2 separate regions of the Mus musculus genome follow, and region 2 is linked to region 1. The links are chromatin contacts, called in public HiChIP or PLAC-seq maps. All regions are on one chromosome and are shown on one strand. Each heading gives the region's core, a stretch centred on a gene start, on an enhancer-like site or on the middle of the called end of the contact. The rest is flanking DNA. Distances are from core to core; before and after follow the strand shown. Region 1 holds the start of Ppp4c (protein phosphatase 4, catalytic subunit). Region 2 holds the start of B130055M24Rik (a long non-coding RNA gene).

The links. HiChIP or PLAC-seq counts read pairs in DNA pulled down with a chosen protein or histone mark.
Region 2: an H3K27ac HiChIP or PLAC-seq map of thymic regulatory T cells shows a contact between it and region 1, with 5 times the contacts expected there. The contact joins the promoter of B130055M24Rik here to the promoter of Ppp4c in region 1. A contact is called at or near these places in 2 of 39 promoter capture datasets (the C10 cell line and pre-B cells), 4 of 115 datasets of contacts at active chromatin or transcription factors (bone marrow-derived macrophages, microglia, pancreatic cancer cells and 1 more) and 2 of 9 other capture datasets (adipose tissue and macrophages).

Annotation. Positions count from the first base shown.
Region 1 is chr7:126,791,251-126,793,907 of GRCm38.p6, reverse strand. Ppp4c (protein phosphatase 4, catalytic subunit) reads left to right here and starts at 1,361. Exons shown (of 9, transcript NM_019674.4): 1 at 1,361-1,485; 2 at 1,685-1,847. The coding sequence starts at 1,750.
Region 2 is chr7:127,447,077-127,449,733 of GRCm38.p6, reverse strand. B130055M24Rik (a long non-coding RNA gene) reads right to left here and starts at 1,344. Exons shown (of 2, transcript XR_869949.3): 1 at 163-1,344. Zfp689 (zinc finger protein 689) reads left to right here and starts at 576. Exons shown (of 3, transcript NM_175163.3): 1 at 576-1,080; 2 at 1,258-1,371. The coding sequence starts at 876.

The DNA of each region.
Region 1 (2,657 bases), core at 112-2,611:
AGTGTTGGATCCTCTGGAACAGTTGTGAGCAGCCATGTGGGTGCTGGGAATTGAACCCAGGTGGTTGGCAGGCTGGAAGAGCAGTCAGTGTTAACCACTGAGCCATCTCCCCACCCTCTATAAGAAAATCTTAAGGCACATAAAAATTGTTCAAAATTGAGAGGGACAATAGAATACTGAAAAAGAGGGAGTATGGTGTGCAGAAGATCAATAACCTGCTCTGCCTACAGCAAAAGGCAAAGAGAAAGGAGGCAGACTGCATGCACTGCGAATTTGGGGAGCTCCAGGGGCTGGCTTAGTGTTTGTGTTGCTTTGAGTTTCAGCAAATGAAAGGTGAAAGCCAGACCTGAAAACCACTTTTTTCTGGATTAATTTTTGTTTTTTGCTTTTTGAGGCAGGGTTTCTCTGTATAGCCCTGGCTGTCCTGGAACTCACTTTGTAGACCAGGCTGGCCTCGAACTCCCAAATCTGCCTGCCTCTGCCTCCTGAGTGCTGGGATTAAAGGCGTGCACCACCAAGTACAGCTATGGATTCATATTTGAGCTTTGATTGAAACTCCAGACTTTCAGCATTCAACTGTGATCAAGCTAGCCTCCAAACCCATTGCCACCTTCAAGGAATATGTTCAGGCAATAAGAAGCATTGTTGGGTGTGGTTGATTAATATCTGGGCTGAGATTCGCTGTGAAATCTGGGCTATTCTAAGCTACAGTGCAACCCTGTCAAGAAAAAAAGTGAACTATTTTGGAAAAGCTTGGTGTCCAGAGAGTGGACACTTAAAAAATTTTTTTTCAATTAGATTTAAGCCTCCGTGTTTTCTCTCATCACCATATGGGTTCTGGGGATCCAAATCAGGTCAGTAGGTTTGGTGACAAGTTCTTTTATCAGATATGCTATCTTCGTGAGGTGACCGCCCCCCGCCAAGTGTTTGCTCTGTAGCTTTGACAGCCTAGTATCCACGATCAGCCTTAGCCTCCTGAGTTCTGGGATTACAAATAGGCCACTATGTCTGGCCCAGGTTCGGAGCTCCTCCATGGGACCGTGGCAAGAAATGTGGACCAGGATAGGCTCTTTCATTGAACAATTATTTATGCATATCTGCAATACTTGGCCTTATTCTAAACACCGGAGAGGCAATGATGAACAAGGCAGTTTTATCCGTGAGATCTGTAATAGAAGCAGCCCAGGGAATAATGTAATGTGAGATGAGAAGCCTACCGCGGCTCGCCTCACCAGGCATACACAAGTACACCAGGCGCACTGCTGTATTTGCCTCCAACCAACTTCGCCCGCCCACTTCCGGCTACTTCTCTTCTCCTTCCCGGTGCCTCAGCGAGGCGTGGCTCGTGTGCGTCACTTCCGGCGCGCGAGAGCACTGGTTTCCCTTTGCTTCCGCGGCGAGGCCGGAAGTAGAAGCGGCGGTGGCGGAGGCCCAAAGCGGAGGGAAGTGGGGAGTCGAAGAGACTCAGCCGGAGTCTCCGCGGCGGTAATTGTCCGAGGCCCCTCTAGGCCACCGTCCTTAGCGCGGGCCCGCGGGGTTCGACGGGAGTTGGCGGGGTGCGGCCAGGGCAGCGGGACGCGGAGGGTCCTGGGCCGCCGTGAGGGGAGGGGGGGGCGGTCCCAGAATCGAGTCCCCCCTCCCGCACGGACCCTCTGATTGGCGGGCTCGCCTTCCCTTTTCCCAGGAGACCCCTGTGCGGTCCGGAGGGGGCGGCGGCCCCGACTCTGACCCGCGCCGGGGGGGTGGGCCATGGCGGAGATCAGCGACCTGGACCGGCAGATCGAGCAGCTACGGCGCTGCGAGCTGATCAAAGAGAGCGAAGTCAAGGCCCTGTGCGCCAAGGCCAGGTGAGCCCGCGGAAGGGACTCCAGCCGGTCGCCCCGGGGGTCTCGGCCGGGCAAACTCCGCCGAGAACTTAGGGCTTGCCCAAGCCCGGAAACGTCGCCAGAGAGAGGTCCGGAGAGCCACTTCTCCCCAGGAACCACGGGGCGGCTGTGTATGGGTTTCTAGTGGAGTAAGAGCGAGTGGCAGGAAGTTCTAGGGAACTCAGGGAAAATGGCTTGCCCTGCTGGGGTGAAAGTTTCTTGGAGGGGCTGAGTTCTCGGACAGATTCTTAAAGAGTGAGGAGATGGTTCAAGGCAAGAAAACAAAACGTGATTTGCGAAAGCCTCTCAATCCCGTCAGTCCTTAAAAGAGAAAATGACTTTGTGTCTAGTTTAACAAACAAGGACTCCAATTGTTCAAAATTACCAGCAAGGAAGGAATGGAATCTGAAGCCAGATCTTGTGAATACGGATCCTTTTAGTTATGATTCTGGAAGACGGAGTTGAGCCACCTTCGTGTTCCATTACGATCCTAAGAAAAACAATAAATAGGTCACACTAGAAGAGTTTCAGACTAGCTCATTTTACTGAGTTGAGGTCTTTTCAAAAAAGGAAGAGTTTTTGAAAAAACTCACAGCTTCAACACAATTTTTTTTAAAGATTTATTTATTATTTTTATGTAAGTAAACTGTAGCTGTCCTCAGACACACCAGAAGAGGGCATCAGATATCATTACAGATGGTTGTGAGCCACCATGTGGTTGCTGGGATTTGAACTCAGAACCTTCAGAAGAGCAGTCGGTGCTGTTAACCATTGAGCTATCTCCAGCCCCTC
Region 2 (2,657 bases), core at 95-2,594, 660 kb before region 1:
CCCCCTGGTAGCCTAAATGTGCATTCCACTGTACAAAGAAAGGGTAAGCCCAAAGCTATTGGTCTCACCTCTAAACAAGCGAACTTCCTTGGTACTCAGGTAGGCCATTCACTTCTATAGACTACTTAGGAGCTGCCCAAGGTACAAGACCAGTCAACTTACCATTCTAGTCATTCAATTTTACCAGACGCGCCTTTTGTGCACCAGATCCTTACCACCGCTCCCTTCTCATCTAGTACTTTTCAGAATTCCTGGCTGTGACACCTTTATGATCGTAGGATGTAGCTGTTCAAAAATCCATGTTGTCACTGTGTGACTTTCCCTTTGGAAGACCTGTAGAAACGTCTTCTCCAAGTAGGGCAAACAAGCGTTGGAGAACACAAGAAAAGCCTCCCATTCATAAGACTTCTCACAACCGGCTTAGAGACACAGGATCCACCTTCTTGCCCTTAAGAATCCGTTGGCTTCATTCAAATGGGCCGCCTTCATTGATGACCAATCAGAACGCCCGATCTTCAGCTACCAACCAATAAACGAATGCAATAGATAGGAGGAAAGTAGGCAAGAAGCCATCTCGCAGCGCCATTACACTTTAGGGCAAGGAGGTTAAGAAGTCGGCATGGCGTTCGGGTCAATAAAATCGATAGCTGGAACCTGCCTGTGTTCTAGGCAGCGGTGGTGCAGGAGCAGCGCCGCCATCTTCCCCGAAGGCATCTTCCGGTGCCTCTCACCCAAGTTCCAGCGGGAGTTCCCTGAATAACGGTCTGTGTCGGGCCGCCCGGCCCCTCAGGCAGCCGATTCAGATTTCCTCCGGGCCTTCCCGACGGAGCTTCTAGGTCTCCGGGTCCCCGTGGCAAGGCCGGGGAGCAGGTCCGATGGCGCCACCTTCGGCTCCGCTTCTCCTGCGGGCAGTCGGAGAGGCTGGACCTACTCGGAAAAGGGGCAGGAGGCCAAGGGCCTTGAAGTTCGTGGACGTGGCCGTGTACTTCTCCTCGGAGGAGTGGGGGTGTCTGCAGCCCGCTCAGAGGACTCTGTACCGGGATGTGATGCGCGAGACCTACGGCCTCCTGGGCGCGCTCGGTGAGGCCCGGCCCAATCTGCTTACGCGGGGCCTAAGGGATGATGGAGCTTGAGGGCGGGGTAGAGTGGGGGCAGGGAGCCTAGGGTCCTGACCTGCGATCGGCTTGTTAGGGGTTGGCGTTTATTTTTTAGCATCCTTTCTTCGGGCCAGCTCTCTGACTGGTTCTCCTTCCCCAGGATGCGCAGGTCCCAAACCAGCTCTCATCTCCTGGTTGGAACGAAATACCGATGACTGGGAACCAGCAGCCCTAGATCCGCAGGAGTACCGGAGATGGGTAACATTCCAGAGAAGTGAGTGAAAAATACCCACGAAAACCATACTGCCTTCCTGAGTAATGCCCTAAACTGTCGACCCAATCTAAATTTGTCGTCTGATGAGAGTTAACCAGGTTGCTTGTACTGTGGGCATACGAACTACAAACGGTACTTCATTGACATAAGTGAATTACTGAGCTTTGAAAAAGATAACTACTGCTTTCCAGGATCCGGGACTTAGCTTCCATTGAACTTCTCCAATTCCCATCGGTCCTGGGAAGACTAGAAAGAGTCCTTAACCACTGAGACATCTCTCTCTAGCCCCTGGTTCACTCTTGACTTTAAAAAAGAAAAAGCCCCATTGATTGGAATGTTCATCTAGGCTTGTGAACTACTGGATGAAATACAGTCCAAGGTTTTTTTGTTTTTTTTTTTTACAACTCTCTCAAAGTGCTCCTAGACCAACAGCTGCATATTTGGGAGTTGTCTTGGTCAGAGGTTTCTATGCTGTGATAAACACCATGAACAAAAGTGGCTTGGGGAGAAGAGGGTTTATTTCATTGATATTTTCATGTAAACATCCATCATCAAAGCAGGGCAGGGCAGGAACATCAAGGCAGGAACTGAAGCAGAAAGCCACAAGGAAGGCTGCCTCCTGCTTGCTCTCCTACTTTCTTACACACTCAGGAACATCTGCCTAGGGATAGCACCACCCACAGTGGGCTGGGCCCTCCCATGTCAACCTTAATCAATCACTAATTAAGAAAATGTACCACGCTGGGCATGGTGGCACACACCTTTAATCCCAGCACTCAGGAGGCAGAGGCAGGTGGATTTCTGAGTTCAAGGCCAGCCTGGTCTACAAAGTGAGTTCCAGGACAGCCAGGGCTATACAGAGAAACCCTGTCTCGAAAAACCAAAAAAAAAAAGAAAAGGATGTACCACAGGCCAATCTGGTGAGGACATTTTTCTCCGTTGAGGTTCCCTCTTCCCAAATCACTCTAGCTTGGATCAGGTTGGCATAAAACAAGTCAGCACAATTGACCCCTTGTTAGCATGACACACAAACCCATCCCTTTTAACCATAACCTTTGTTTTTTGTTCATTCCAAGATCTCAATTCAAACACTCAATTCAGACTCTCCTTAAAATACCTAGTCTCTTTCAAAGTTTCTCTATCATATCCAAAACCTCTCTAAAATTAACTATGGGTTCCTATTAAAAAAAAGTTACATACTTGTTTATTCCAAGAAGTAATAACCAGTGCACAGTTACAGTAAAATCAAACCCAAAGTCTACGTGTGACGCTCAGTGCCAGCCTTC